Linked DNA regions of Mus musculus: regions 1, 2, 4 and 5 are each linked to region 3. A link is a contact called in public ChIA-PET, HiChIP or PLAC-seq, Micro-C and promoter capture Hi-C data. All regions are on one chromosome and are shown on one strand. The core of a region is the stretch at or near the end of the contact, and the rest is flanking DNA. Distances in the headings are between cores, read along the strand shown. Region 1 holds the start of Tmem43 (transmembrane protein 43). Region 2 has its middle 22 kb from the start of Prickle2. Region 3 holds the start of Mrps25 (mitochondrial ribosomal protein S25). Region 4 holds the start of 1810044D09Rik (RIKEN cDNA 1810044D09 gene). Region 5 holds the start of Prickle2 (prickle planar cell polarity protein 2).

Region 1 (2,800 bases), core at 17-2,516, 710 kb after region 3:
CTCCGGGCTTGTCTCCAAAGTCTGCCCTCATCAGCACCTTCCCAGGCTGGGGATGTAGCATGCCAAGCTGGCTACGAGCCCCCAAGCAGGTGTCTTCTTCTGGGGAACGGTGAGATATGACGCTGATGAGATGGATCAGAAGGGGTCTGCCTGCTCTTGCCAGGCTGGCCTGCTGGTTGCCTTCTCCTCTGGCTCCAGTGCAGCATTCCTAACCTTTGGTTCTCTTCCCCTGCCAGGGCCAGACAATATGCCAAACAGATATTGCTTGCACAGTGGGTGAAACAAACTCCGGCCTCCCAGGAGGTGAAGTCTGCCGGACTGAGGAGGGGCCTGGGAAGAGGGTGTAACAGGCCCAAGGAGGGCTGTAGTGACACTCTACCAAGGAGGGAGTAAGGGTGTGCCTGGGGCTGGCAGTGCTCCTGAGATGGCTTCAGAGGCGCTTTCACCAGAGGCACTGGTGACTCACCGGCTTCTCCCACACCCAGTCCCCTAGTAGGTGGTGTTGCTCCGTTTGTTGAATGAATGTTAAGATTCACTAGGAAAATTCTTAAGGACTAGTTGCAGTAGGAAGAGGCCAGAGGTCTGGGTGAACTATCCTCAGCTAGGGGCTCTAACCAAATCAGTGCACCAGGAACCCGGCAGCAGAGAAAAGTCTCCCTCTCCACGTCATCCAGCCAGGCTAGTCCAGCTACAGTAGCATCACACAGCCTTTGAGTACACACCCCCTAGGGAGCGAAGACCAAAGAAGCATTTGCTGGACAGTTCCACCTGGGCAGGATCACCTCATCAGTCTGCTCACCAATAGACACTTTCCCCGTGGTCCTTCAGTTCCCCAAGTTCCCCAAGTTTCGTATCCCCAGGGGCCCAGAGAGAAACTAGGAGTGGAAGAAGCAGCCGTGCACGAGCGGACTCGACTAATTGCTGAGGCCCACAAACGCGCAGCCCGAGATGGAGAAGCTCAGAGAGCTGAGGGCAGCTGCACCCACTGGGGTAGCACCCCTGTAAGACCCAGCGCGGATCCAGGGAAAAAGCGGCCCGGATGATGGTGTCACCCGGGCATCAGGAAGCACTTACGTTCGCTGCCATGGTGGGCTTGGTTCGCTGCCGCCGTCTTGCTCTATTCCGCTAGGAATTGGGCTGACGACCGGAACGCAGAATACGGTGACCTCCTGTCTGCCACAGAGCTGCAAGACTTCTCGTGGAATCCAGGACCTGGCGGGACGCAGGACAAAAGTTACCGCCCTGCCTAAGCCTCAAGTTGTCTGCGCGTGCGCATCTTAAGGGCTGCTGGGAAATGTAGTCCGACGTCTGACACGTTCGCCACAAAATTACAAACCACTGTATTTCACTGGTGCGCGTGCGCGCTGCAAGATTTCTGGGAAATGTAGTATCGGTCTAGTTGGAGAGGCGCAAGGGCTGCTGGTCAGTGTAGTTTTCGACTGAGAAGCGGTTCTGGTGCTTAGGACGCGCGGAGGCAGGCGCGCGGCGGGCAGGCCTGGAGGGGGCGGGTCTGTGCGGGCCTCAGTGCCACCCGCCAGGCCTGAGAAGCGGCGAGGGAGGTCACGGCGAGAAGGTGTATCCGCTCCAGCCGCGCCCGCTGCCTCTGCGAGCTGCAGAGGACTGTCGGGAACAACCATGTCCTACTGCCGGCAGGAAGGTGAGTCGGGCGCTGCCATGGAGACCGGCCGGGACGGGCCTGCGAGAGACACGCGATCAAGTGGTCTCCACCGAGCGGCTGTGGGCCCTTTAGTGGGCCTCACGCGGCGGTTTCCAGACGAGAGAGGCAGAGGCTCCGTGAGGAACGAGGCCGGTCCAAGGTCAAGGTGAAGCCCGAACCCGGGCCTCGGAGGGCCTCACGTGGGCCTGGCCAGTGTGGAGCACGTTGTCTCTGGCTGGGAATCGGGGACTGTTAGGAATTAGACACCGTCGCTCCTAGCACTCCCCACGTGGTTCTATCCCGCCCAGGCTTTTTAGCTATCCCGAAAAATTACCGCTTGGGCTAGAGTGGGCGTGCTGAAGTGCATCTGGCAGGAGCATTTAGTGAGCGCCTTCTGTGTACTAGGCACGCTTTTAAACTTAACGTAGCCATTTTTATATGTCGGGTTCCCTTACTGTCCACGTCTTATCAAACGGAAAATTAAGACAGGTTACTCGATCCAGGAACCCACATCAGGTCACGAAACCGGGACCCGCTATGAAAGAGCTTCCTTTCTTCCGTCATTTCTAGCCACGTTGAGGACCACTCACTACCTGTTGTTACCTGTAAGCAGCAACCCAGAAGAATCCAGACCAATCTGTTGCTCTAAGGTCTCCCAGCACTGACTGGCTTCTTATGTCTGAGCTGCCAAACCCGCCAGGCCCTAGTTTCCACTCCTGTAAATTGAGAGATCAGGCGTCATTTACTCTGGTATTCACGAAGCACGTGCCCAAGGCAGGAAAGAGTTGGAGGGCTCTTGAGAATACAAAGCTACAGAGAGACTTGGTTCACCCAGAATTCTCAGCTCCTTTACTCTTAAGTCTAGAGAACATGAGGTACAAAGGAGGAAGTGATCCACCCAAGGCCATACATCCAGTTAGAAGGCCCCAGTCCGCTGTAGAACCCCCTCCTTCCCAGCATCATCATTGGTGCCTCTCCCGAGGACTGTTTCTGTTGGTTAGCACTTGGTGTTCCGCATACGAAAGTCCTTGACCCAGCACTGTTAGGCGGATTCCTAGGATGACTTTTGTTTCCTCCAACCTAGTTGGTAGGTTGATGACGAGTCTTTGAGTTAAGGAGGCTATGCAGATAAACATTTCTACC
Region 2 (2,700 bases), core at 40-2,539, 540 kb before region 3:
GACTTATTCTCCTTCACCATCCCCAGAATGGATTGTAGAATATTAAATCCATAGTAAGCCTATACTAAGCCAGGACTCAGATGTTTCTCATCTCCATGTAGCTAGAGAGGGTATAAATAAGAGCTAGGAGCTAATCACCACAAGACCATGTATTGACTCCAGTAATCAAAATCAGGAAGTCTGTGCCTTGACTGCTCTCCCTTGCAAGGTAGATTTGGCTCGCTAATGGCCTCCACTTGGCAATGCAACATCTTTCCTCGAAGTACAGCTCAACCCAGAGGAGAAAAGTATCGGCTAGCTGCTGAGTCCATGGTTGGCTCTCAATTAGCCCAATTCTTTCTTTGCCAGCCCCAAGATTTGCATGGACACAGGACTCTCTAGTCTCCAGTACACTGATATCCCTCCATGATTGTCCTTTAAGGAGAACAGACCTGAATTGGGGGCATGACAGGTGATAAACATGTCTCTGTGCCCGTGCTTCATGTGGTCATTAAGCCCCTTCTGAATATAGTGCTGAACTAAGTGATCCAAAGCTGCAGGTGCTGTGCTTGCTTTCTTCCTCCAAATCCCACTTTCCTATCCCCGTTCTCTGTCCTTGCTTGATTTAGTAGTTGGTGTCTTTACTCAGTTCTAAGATAACGGTGGGCATTATTATTATTTTATTTGTGAGTGGGGTGGGGTGGGTGGGGTGCACTTCTGGAGACTGGGGGTTGACTTCTGGTATCCTCCTCCATCATTATCTTAGTTTTTGAGGCAGGGTCTCTCACTGAAGCTGGAGCTCATCAATCCAGTTAGCCTGGCGGGCCAGCAAGCCCCGGGACCCTCTTATCTCAGTCTCCCTGGTGCTGGGATTATAAGCATGCGCTGTCACATCTGGCTTTCTACATGGGTGTTGGGGATCTCAACTCAAGTCCTCACGCTTGTGCCGGAAGCGGTTTACCCACTGAGACATCTCAGCCTCATTATGGGGCATTTTTGGTGGATGCTGTGTTGCAAGAAGGTTACTTGATGCCTCATGGGACAGTATCATGTCAATGCTTCAGTGCATGTTGTATTTCCTCTAGGGCATTCGCCACATAGAAACATCTCCAGTTATAAAGAGCCTTTGCTTTCTTTATTCTCTGGAAGAACCCAACCTTTCTGCCACACTCTCCCCTCCCCCACGCTCTCTTTAAATGCCAAATCTCCCTGTGGAGATGGGAGAAAATGTTGGGAGAAAGCCCGGTGGGGAAAATAAACAGTGGTCAGTGTGTTCACTCTGATTACAGCCTTAAGTGCCAGACAATAGCTGCAGTGAGCCCAAGCAAGCAGAGTTCAATACAGCTTTCTTCCCTCCTCAATGCAACTCTGATTCAGCCATGGCTACGCAGGAGAAATGGCGATCTAACTGGGGCAGCACAACCTGGGAATCGTGTGCTGTTCTCTAGGGCCGGCTCCTCAACGGTCTGGAAAGCAACTGAGACCAAGCTTGAAGTGTTTCATGGACATGAACCACTTCCACAGCAGCAGAGCCCCCTTACAAGCGTCTACCTTTTGTTAGCAATCGTACGAGTATGATTTCTAAAGCTAACCATCCAGCTGCTGTCTCTCAGGCCCAAATCTACCCGTGTTTTGGGAGGTGGTGCTTGAATAATCATCTCTTCTCTCGGGCTGGTGCCATATTAGATTTCACCACTAGGCGGCATCAGAGGGCGAGTGCAAAGCTCTGAGCTGGGGGAGGGGAGGGAGGCCTTCGCCTTCTAAATCTTACCAACTTCATCTTGCTGGGGAGCATTTGTTTTGTATCTAACGTTCTCAACACTACTTGCACTAGCCTCTTCCTCGTTGTTTTTTTTTTTTTTTTCCCCCTGCCCCACAATTTACAAGATTTCTCTTACTTTTAAAAGATGCTCTTCTGTTTTTTTTTTTTTTTTTTTTTTTTTTTTTTTTTTTTTGGGTTTGGTTTGGTTTGGTTTAAACACACACACACACACAATTCCAGTTCTCTGTATCCGTTTTTCACTCAAAACATAGAAGAGAAGCTCGAACAGCTGCTTCGTGGGGAGAAAGGTCCCTCATGCTTAAAGATCCAATTTCCTCCTGGGTGGTGGATAAAGCTAAGGAGATAAAAAATGACCTTTCACCTCCAGGAAACAGAAATGTAAGATTAATCTGCAGCTTTGAAACTAATGAGTTGGCTCATCGCAGCAGAGCAGCCCGTGAATAACATACCATGTGTGGAGCCAGCAACCTGGCAACTTTTGTTCATCATATGGGGCTTGGGAGGGAGGAGAGCTGAGAAAGGAATTCATTTTTAAAAATAATCCTCAGAGGATGCTATCTGCTAGGTCTCCACGAAGCTGGTATTACAGGAGGAAGAGATTGGGGGTGGGGTGGGGGTGGGGGAGATCATGAGCCTCTAATGAGCTTGGCTTTTCCCTGCAGAATAACAGAAGGATTCAGACAGGCAGGGAGACTGTGAGGTGGTTAAGGCCATGATCTTGGAGTTGGACTCCTTGGTATCTAAGGCTGATCTGTGGATTCCTCCATGTGTAATCGTGGGTGTGTTTCTTAACTTGTGCCTTGGGAGGTTTGGATTAGATAGTGCACGGAAAATACTATATTCTAGCCAAGAATCTGGTTAGTTTTGCATTTTTACTAGTGATTGAAGGAGGCAGGGGCAATTTGAGGGTGATTTATCCAGGGAGTAGGAAGTCTAAG
Region 3 (2,700 bases), core at 35-2,534:
CAGACATGTAGTTATAGCTGAAGCTTATTAGTGATGTGTTCACATATATGCAGGCAAAACACTCATACATAGGGGCTGGAGAGATGGCTCAGTGGTTTAGAGCACTGACTGTTCTTCCAGAGGTCCTGAGTTCAATTCCCAGAACCCACATAGTGGCTCACAACCATCTGTAATGGAATCCGATGCCCTCTTCTGGTGTGTCTGAAGACAGCTACAGTGTACTCATAAATAAAATTAATAAATCTTTTAAAAAATATAGACATAAAGTAAAAAAAAAAAAACTAAAACAATTTACAATTTGGTAGCTGGGGAGATGGCTCGGTGGGTAAGAGTACTTGAGGGTCTGAGTTCTGATCCCAGGATCCATGTAAAAATCTAGGTGAGATCATCTGTGCCTGTAACCCCAGAAGTGTGGGTTACAATCCCAATTGCTGGAGCTTACTAAGAGAACAGAAACACAGCAGGACACTTTTCCCCCAGCCTTCATGTGTGCACAGGACATGTCTAGAATTGTTGGATTATTTGAGCAGAGGAAAGAACACTTAAGTTTTGAAAAAAAAATACTAGAATAAAAGATTAACAGATGAAAAATGCTCTAATGGGCTTATCAGTAGACAGTTCATCTATGAAGCCTGGGAAGTCAGTTGAAAATTTACATAATTACAAAGGGAAAAAATCTTGAGAATCCTATAGAAAAATTAATTTCAGCCATAAACAGCGATTAAAAATTACAGTGGGGCTGGAAAAATGGCTTAGCAGTTCAGTGCACTTGCTGCTCTTTTAGAGGTCCCACATGGCAGTTCACAGCTCTGTAAGGTCAATTTCAGGGGACCCAACGCCCTCTTCCAGCCTCTGCGGGCACTGCGTGTATGTGGTGCACAGCCACAACACACAAGCAAAACAGTAAGGTAAAAATAAATCCTAAAAAAAAAAATGCAGCGCAGAGTGACATGTTGATTGTTGACTTGTCATATCTGTCACAACCACTCTTAACAAGCGAACGACCCCCTCCTCTAAGCAGAGTCCTTTGAGGCAGACCCTGACGCGCCAGAGCAAGCCACTCTTTCCTCCTTTGCAAATAAGTTTTCCCTTTGAATCAACAGCGACTTTTCCGTCAAGCTCTTCACTTCAGAACTGGAGATCTTGGGAGAAGATAATTGGTTTCTGTGAAGACAAAAACGACAGGTTGATTCCCAACGCTGAGGCGGCTGCGAGCCCGGGCCCAAACTACGAGTCCCAGGCTGCCCCGCGGCCGCGCTGGCCGCCGGGAAGTGCCTCCCAAGATTCCCGGAGCCGCGCTGGTCCGCGGCTTGAGGAGTTCCTGACTTCCACCATGCCGATGAAGGGTCGCTTCCCGATCCGCCGTACGCTGCAGTACCTGGGTCGCGGGGACGTGGTATTCAAGGAGTCTGTGAAGATCATGACCGTGAACTACAACACGTATGGGGAACTGGGCGAAGGCGCCAGGTCAGTGTGGGTCACAGCCCTCGGGGTTCAGTGAAAGAAGCTGAGGCAGTGGAGGGCATCCCGACTGATCCCCGATAGAAACCCGAGTGCTCCTCCACCGGAGGGATGGGTTGCGGCTGGAAGGCTGGCCCCTTGTGCGAGGCTGTGGCGCGGGGAACGCCTTGGGAGCGGAGTAGTAAGTTTCCGCACCTGTGCACAGCATGGCTTGCTGCTGCTTAGGACACTTGATGAATGAAAGGTTTCATTGACCCGTTTATCATCTCTGAGCAATGCTTTGGACCCTTCCGAACTTACTGCACATTTATTGAGCGCCCAAAACGCTGGGTTCAGTACTGGGATTTTCCACAGTACGGGATAAACATGACTGTAGATAGAAGTGGATTTGTAGAACGGATCAGAAAGAGAGAAGAGAATAATTTTCAAGGTGGAGAGTGGCCCCTGTGGCAAAGACCTTGACTTCATGAGAGCCAGAAGCCGCCTTCAAGCCATTTTCTCTGGTCAAGTTGACCCCCAAGACCTAAGATTTGCTAGCCTGGGATCTGCTGGGGTGAGGGCTCTCTGGAACCCTCTCGGTGGACCAGAGGGTTCGGGCTCTACTCCCCACTTGTCAGGAGTTTATGCATATGCAAAGGCCTCTTAACTAGTTGTATGACCTTGGGATCACACAAGTTCTCTCAACTTCTGACAGCATTTTTCCTAGGCGGAACACCACAACATCAGTGTGTTGGTGGTGGTGTGGGGTTGCTGGAGAATAAAGTGCCTGGCAGAGTGCAACAGGTGCTGACCTTGTGCCCATTTGATCCAGTAGGTGCATCTATATCTATCTGGTTTGTGGGCACAAGGCTCTGTGCTTTGGGATGGGAAGACAGAGACTTGCTGACAAGTTCTGCCTTCAAGCTTTTGGGTGGTGTGCTGTGGAGCTTTCAGGGCAGTGTTTCCTCCCCAGAAGCAGTTCTTTCACTTTTTCAAGTTTTGTGTTGATGTAATTACTTAAAGGTCTCCACCCCACCCGACCCTGTGTTTGTGTATGTGTGGATACATTAGCATTCAACCAAAGATAATGTTTCTAAGGAGCTGGCTGACTTGGTTTCTTTTTGAAATAGGGTCTCTCAGCCTGGGCTTCATGGATTCAGCTAGGCTGGTCAGTAAGCCTGGAGCCAGCAAGCAAGGGCTCACACCTGGCCTTTTACCTCTCTCTCTCTCTCTCTCTCTCTCTCTCTCTGTCTGTCTGTC
Region 4 (2,700 bases), core at 195-2,694, 740 kb after region 3:
CTGACTGTGTCCGATATAATGGTATTTTCCAGGGGTGTCCATTCACATCTCGACATCGTGATTGACAGTATGTACAGATGTGTTGGATAATACTCATAGCTCCTGTTATGCCTGTGGGCCCTGAGTTACAGGCTATATACAACTACTTAGGGTGATATTTCACATGGTGATTGTCAAATGGCAGAACTAGTAAAAGTAGGCCTACTTGTTAAAGTAAGTGACTTGTATGGGTATGTTTTGATCATGGTCCCTTCCTTCTCTCTGCTTTCTGTCCACCTTAAGACAAGTCACTCTGCTCACCAGCCACCACGATGGTTTGCCTCATCACAGGACCAGCCATAAGGGAGCTGGAGCCCTTGGACAGAAACCTGAAGCATGAGTCCAGGTGTGATTGTGGGGATTTTGGGAAGAGGGATAGTGGATGTACATCCAGAGGCAGTGAGGTCCCAGATGCCTCCTCTGTAGTGAGGGGGTCAAGCAGAAGAGCTCTCGAACCTGACAGATTTGTGAGCTGTCCTTGCTCAGCAGTCATGAGCACATCTCTGTGCCAAGAACTGAAGGGATAGCTGGAGCCCTCAGGCCACAGGGACTCAGGACACATGTGACTCCTGACAGTTGACCACTAACGTGGTCTGGCAGCCGCATCATTCCCCAGAAAATGAGTGTAGACAAACATCATCCAAACAGTAGTTTAATGTCCCAGGACCTTCCTGACCCTTTCAGCTGCTTCCTGAGATGAACAGGAATCACAGGGTAGAGGAGACACAGCACACTTCACGGGATACCAAAGACAGAGGAGAGAGGTGTGGATAGTCAACCCATGTGAACTCAAGTTGGTCTGGTGTCCCCTGGGTCTGCTCCCTCCCATGCAAGACAGGGAGCCTATGCGTGTGAAGGAGAAACAGCTGCGGCAGCGGGCGATCGCGGCGATCAGGGAGGCACATTCCCGCAGTGACTGACAGTTTTCTGTTTAGCACAGTCCCTGCGCACTGTAAGAAAGCGGAAGAGATGAGGGATCTGAGGATAGCCTCGGGATTAGTAACAAGCAGCAACCACTAGACCTGGCAGTGGATATGTGAACCCCATCACGTGCTACTGATAAGGAAACTAAACAACACCTGGAGTCAAGCCTCCCGCATCAGGAGGAAGACGAACTCGGGGGTGGGGGTGGGGTGCGGCGGGGAGGAGGCTATTTCTGAAGCCTATGAGAGCTGTTTCTGCCATGGCAGAAATATGCCTGCTCGCTTTCCCTTTCCATTTGATACTTAGTACCATGATGTTCCTTGGAAGTTATTTTTCACACATGTTCATCTATTGGGCAGTGTTCCTTTTCCAGATCTCAGGCAGAAGTCAGTGAAACATCTCAGCGTAAAGAGCCGCGGGAGCAGTCAGCACCGAAGGAGGAAGGGTCGGAAGACGGTTCTCAGGGACCAAGGCAAGGAAAGCGGCTCAAACTGATGACGCTACTGGCCAGCGCCTCAGGATGACGTCATGTAACCGCGCCGTCGCCGCTACTGCACTGGAGGCTCCGCCCAGCTTCTCCATTGCTAGCGCTTCAGTCTAGCAGGAAGGTCCCGTGCAGCTACCTTGGCATTCTAGCTGTCGGTTCATATTCGGGTGGAACTGGCCGTTTGAACACTCTTGAGAACTGTATTCTCATATCCGTAGCCCATCACTTGACTTCTAGGTATTCATTTTTTGAGTCTTTGTATATTCTAGACATTAACCCTGTCCTGTTCAGCTAGCAAGGTACTGCACGGTCCAAACTCGCCCTCCCGGGCGACCAGCTCATAATGACCTCCCGCCCTCAGTCTTATCGCTCATTTTTTTGTGGGGTGAGTGAGCAGGCCCCGTAGCACTAACTCCTGGAACCAGAGTATGTGGAACCACATGAGAGTGAGCTCGAAAACTGTAAAACAGTTGGTTTTACATCTATGATACATCTTTTAGTATGTTTAAGAGCTAATCCCATCCATTTGTAATTTTGATTGTAAACTTTGGATAAGATTTTTTCCAGAAGAAACACTGACATTTGCTTTGTGATTGAGTGAGTGTTCGCTGAGAGAACAGGTATTCAGCACGAACTCCTTTTTTTTTTTTAATCAAACATTTAATATCCTTTAAAATTCTTCAAGATATATCAACAGCCTATTTTATGTATAAAGATAAAGGAGGAAAGCAATGTATGTAATTAATGTGAAATTAAGACAACTTTCCTGAATATATATATACTATCTCAAATCAATAATAAAGATGAGTACTGCTTTTTTGCCTGTTAAGGAAAGTCATCTTATTGAAAAAACAAACAGCTGAAACGAAGTTTTCTCATGACACAAATGGACTAATTATACAGGTCTCAAAAATGTTTTAAAAAGTACCCTAAGAAGAAAATTTTCTCATTGGACTACACAGAAGCCATCATCTGTGGTGGGGGTGTATATGGAGGGATGTGTGGCAGCTGTTAGGGCTGGCAGCCTCTCCTGAAAACATCTAGAGATTTAATCTGACTCCTTTCATAACTTGCCCAGGACTGTGCCACGCCTGAAGGAATATAAACTCCTGTACAGCACTTGTTAAGTCATGGACTCAGTGTGGGTGTCCATCATTGGATGAATGGCAAAACAGCACAAACACACAGACCTAACTCCCCAGGGCACACACCCAACCATTCTCTCAGTCTGATTCTAGTATCCTGTCCCT
Region 5 (2,700 bases), core at 3-2,502, 520 kb before region 3:
ATTTTGATAGATAGGTATCTTGCCCCCCGCCCCCCATTTGCTGGGTTATCCCAGGTGGAGATGGCTTCTCTTCATTCAACTTCAATGGCCCAGATATAAAATGCTAAGCCAGAAGATGACCATCTTCTTCTCAGTGATGACAAATTGTCTTCTTTTGACTTGCAGGAGTATCCAGAGTATACAAACCTACATATGTGCCTAAGCAAAGAAGACAGGGCCCTTCTGTCATTTGGGTTTGGTTGAGAACAGATGTCAACACATGATTTGTATGTCATGAATGTGTAAGGGATGGCTTAGTGGGTGGTGGAGAGAGTTCAGGGGAAGTGCTATTTGAGCGGATGTATCAATGACTAGTGGACACCATAGTCTTGCCTGTTAGAACAACATCCTTGTTTTCCATCTCTAATCTTGCATCAGTCCTGAGTTTGTGCCAGTTACAACCACTGCACATGACCTGACTCATCCTTCAACCATGCTATAAGATAAAGTCTTCTGTTACATCTTTATTTATTTATTTATTTATTTATTTTTAAGGGATTGATAAGAGGGCAGGTAATGGTGGTACATGACTTTAATCCCAGTACTCAAAAGCCAGAGGCAGGCCAGTATTTGTGAGTTAAAGACCAGTGTGTTCTACATAGTCCAGCCAGGGCTACATAGTAAGACACTCCCACACCCATCTATCGATCTATCTATCTATCTATCTATCTGTCTGTCTGTCTGTCTGTCTGTCTGTCTGTCTGTCTGTCTGCATATAGATACATACATTTATATGCATACATTTATATTAGACACATATATTGATAAGCACACAAGTTTAACAAATTTTGAGAGATCATTAATACACAGTGGAAGAAGAGTTTAAATGTTTAAATTTAATGTGAAAATCTCTCATCTTTGCATCTCCTCCCGATGTCTGTGAAGTGTCCCCTGCCTCCTAACTTCAGGGACCAGAGTGAGCGGAAGAGCTTTTAGGGGCTGGGCCAGCCAAAGAGTTCTCCCCAGAGGGCAAGGAAGCAGGAGAAAAGAGAAAGTGGCCTCAGCTGGTGCCAGAGAGGATGGGACTGGCTGGGGGAGGGCGGGGAGCTCGCCGAGAGGGGAGGGACCAGCAGGCGGGGAGCGAGCTGCAGAGGGAAGGGAGGAGGGGAAACGTGCTCTCCCGAACCAGGCGGGACAGCTAGGCGGAGACCGCCCGGCTGACGACCGCACCAGCCCAGTCCACCCGCCCTCCCGGCGGCTGCAGCGCGGACACATTCAACCGACAGCGCTGCGTGCGGGAAGCGCCCGGCCATGTTCAGCCGGAGCTCGCGGAAAAGACTGTCCCGCCGCTCGGTGAGTGTCCTCCACCCGAGCGGAGCCGCCCGCCCGGTCCCCACCGCCGGCAGCCAGCGCCCGGGCCCAGCCCCTCTCCACCCCGCGGCCGCGCACCTGTGGCCCCAGGTAAGCTGGCCCCGCGGGCGCGCGAGGGGCTGGGCCCTACCCCAGGCCGGGCGACAGTGCCACCAGGGACCTGGACCCTAAATGCCATAGTTCAGGGCACCGCGGGTGAACCTTTTTCTTTTCCTCTTCTCGTAAGGAATATGGGAACCCCAGCTGAGAAACAGGACCTGGGACTGGCTTTTGGGCGTCCCAGCTACCCTCTTCTAGGGAACCCTGGCTTAGTCCAGGACAGCCACCAGGTGGTCCCCGCAACTCCAGGGAACGGAAAGGTCTTGCTTTTGTTTCTTAGAAACCGGTGACCAAGGTGTCTGGGGGAGACAAAGCCCCAGCCAAGCCATTTCTTGGTGGTTTGGTGCCCATGCTCTCTATATAGACAGCCCACCTGGAATCACATGCCCTTCTCCAGGTGGGAGAATCTGGTCCCAAGTCCCCAACATCAGAAAACAGTTGAGTCCAATCACAGAGGCGGGGTGGGAGGGGCAGGCCTTCCTGCCTAGGATACAAGTGGGGCTTTGAGGGGAGCCCTGGTGGTGGACACGCTTGTGTTGTCTTTTTGTTTTGAAGTTGACTGGACTGGGTCGGATTGAGAGAGGCCAGCCATGTAACGCCTGTGGTGACCAGTGTCCCGGGTTCGCCTTGCACAAATGGAGGTAGGATGGTCTTAAACACACAACACTAGGGAAGAAAAATAAATACACTTTCCCCCTTTTAAGTCTATCCTGTAAGTCACATGGAAAGAATGCAAACACTGTTCCTTTAAGAGCCCAGCTACATCTGCTACAAATATTGAAGGTGGAAGTGGTGGCCAGACACTGGAGGATGCAGGAGATGCATTTTCCTGATGCCAGAGCTTTAAGTGGGAAGTCTCTAGGTAACTCTGCCCCAAACAATTCAAACCCGGAGCATGGCGGTGTTGCTAGGCTCCGTGGTGCAGTGGGTGGAGGATTGCCTAGACGAACTGGTGTTCTCCGATTGTGCTTTCAGTTCAGTCCTTGTAACTCTGGGTCCCAACCACAAATCCACCACTGCCTGCCTGTGCTGTGTCAACCTCTTCCCGTAGCCAGATGTTTCTTATTAATGTGCCTCGAATGTTGATTTTCAGGCAGCCTCAGCTGGCTTGCAATGATTTTGTTTGGGAGTGGAGGGATCCGGGTACCCTCCCACTGCATCTGACTGGTAGGGCGGTGATTGAGGGAAGTTGGGGTGTGGGTTTACAGACTCCGCTTGGTGATATAAAGGTGAGTTCCCTCCCTGTCATCT

What was found. Hi-C and Micro-C count contacts between places; a contact is called where the count stands out from the background. ChIA-PET counts read pairs in DNA pulled down with a chosen protein or histone mark. HiChIP or PLAC-seq counts read pairs in DNA pulled down with a chosen protein or histone mark. Capture Hi-C pulls out chosen DNA fragments and counts their contacts.
Region 1: a contact with region 3 is called in a promoter capture Hi-C map of liver, with 3 times the contacts expected there. The contact joins the promoter of Tmem43 here to the promoter of Mrps25 in region 3. A contact is called at or near these places in 7 of 39 promoter capture datasets (3T3-L1-derived adipocytes, cranial neural crest, hippocampal neurons and 3 more), 6 of 115 datasets of contacts at active chromatin or transcription factors (astrocytes, bone marrow-derived macrophages, embryonic stem cells and 3 more) and 2 of 9 other capture datasets (liver and pancreatic islet).
Region 2: a Micro-C map of embryonic stem cells shows a contact between it and region 3, with 4 times the contacts expected there. The contact joins the enhancer-like site here to the promoter of Mrps25 in region 3. A contact is called at or near these places in 2 of 39 promoter capture datasets (hippocampal neurons and liver), 1 of 484 Hi-C or Micro-C datasets (embryonic stem cells) and 1 of 115 datasets of contacts at active chromatin or transcription factors (astrocytes).
Region 4: a contact with region 3 is called in an RNA polymerase II ChIA-PET map of memory CD8 T cells, with 8 read pairs. The contact joins the promoter of 1810044D09Rik here to the promoter of Mrps25 in region 3. A contact is called at or near these places in 2 of 115 datasets of contacts at active chromatin or transcription factors (bone marrow-derived macrophages and memory CD8 T cells).
Region 5: an H3K4me3 HiChIP or PLAC-seq map of embryonic stem cells shows a contact between it and region 3, with 3 times the contacts expected there. The contact joins the promoter of Prickle2 here to the promoter of Mrps25 in region 3. A contact is called at or near these places in 3 of 39 promoter capture datasets (embryonic stem cells, hippocampal neurons and liver) and 3 of 115 datasets of contacts at active chromatin or transcription factors (astrocytes and embryonic stem cells).

The regions. Positions count from the first base shown.
Region 1 is chr6:91,472,173-91,474,972 of GRCm38.p6, reverse strand. It overlaps Tmem43 (transmembrane protein 43), which reads right to left and starts at 1,266. Exons shown (of 12, transcript NM_028766.3): 1 at 1,075-1,266. The coding sequence starts at 1,086. It overlaps Chchd4 (coiled-coil-helix-coiled-coil-helix domain containing 4), which reads left to right and starts at 1,550. Exons shown (of 3, transcript NM_133928.2): 1 at 1,550-1,657. The coding sequence starts at 1,636.
Region 2 is chr6:92,727,295-92,729,994 of GRCm38.p6, reverse strand. No RefSeq gene overlaps it. Among named protein-coding and RNA genes, the nearest start is that of Prickle2, 22 kb to the right of the region's middle. Within about 2 kb of position 1,289, at least 67 of the 459 cell types and tissues checked have an H3K27ac peak or open chromatin away from gene starts, as enhancers often do. A contact at or near this core is called in astrocytes, embryonic stem cells and hippocampal neurons, where this site is marked.
Region 3 is chr6:92,182,607-92,185,306 of GRCm38.p6, reverse strand. Mrps25 (mitochondrial ribosomal protein S25) reads left to right here and starts at 1,284. Exons shown (of 4, transcript NM_025578.4): 1 at 1,284-1,467. The coding sequence starts at 1,334.
Region 4 is chr6:91,439,731-91,442,430 of GRCm38.p6, reverse strand. 1810044D09Rik (RIKEN cDNA 1810044D09 gene) reads right to left here and starts at 1,444. Exons shown (of 2, transcript NR_038153.1): 1 at 1,273-1,444; 2 at 676-989. 4930471M09Rik (RIKEN cDNA 4930471M09 gene) reads left to right here and starts at 1,577. Exons shown (of 3, transcript NR_045980.1): 1 at 1,577-2,070.
Region 5 is chr6:92,704,736-92,707,435 of GRCm38.p6, reverse strand. It overlaps Prickle2 (prickle planar cell polarity protein 2), which reads left to right and starts at 1,252. Exons shown (of 9, transcript NM_001081146.2): 1 at 1,252-1,332; 2 at 2,005-2,090. The coding sequence starts at 1,291.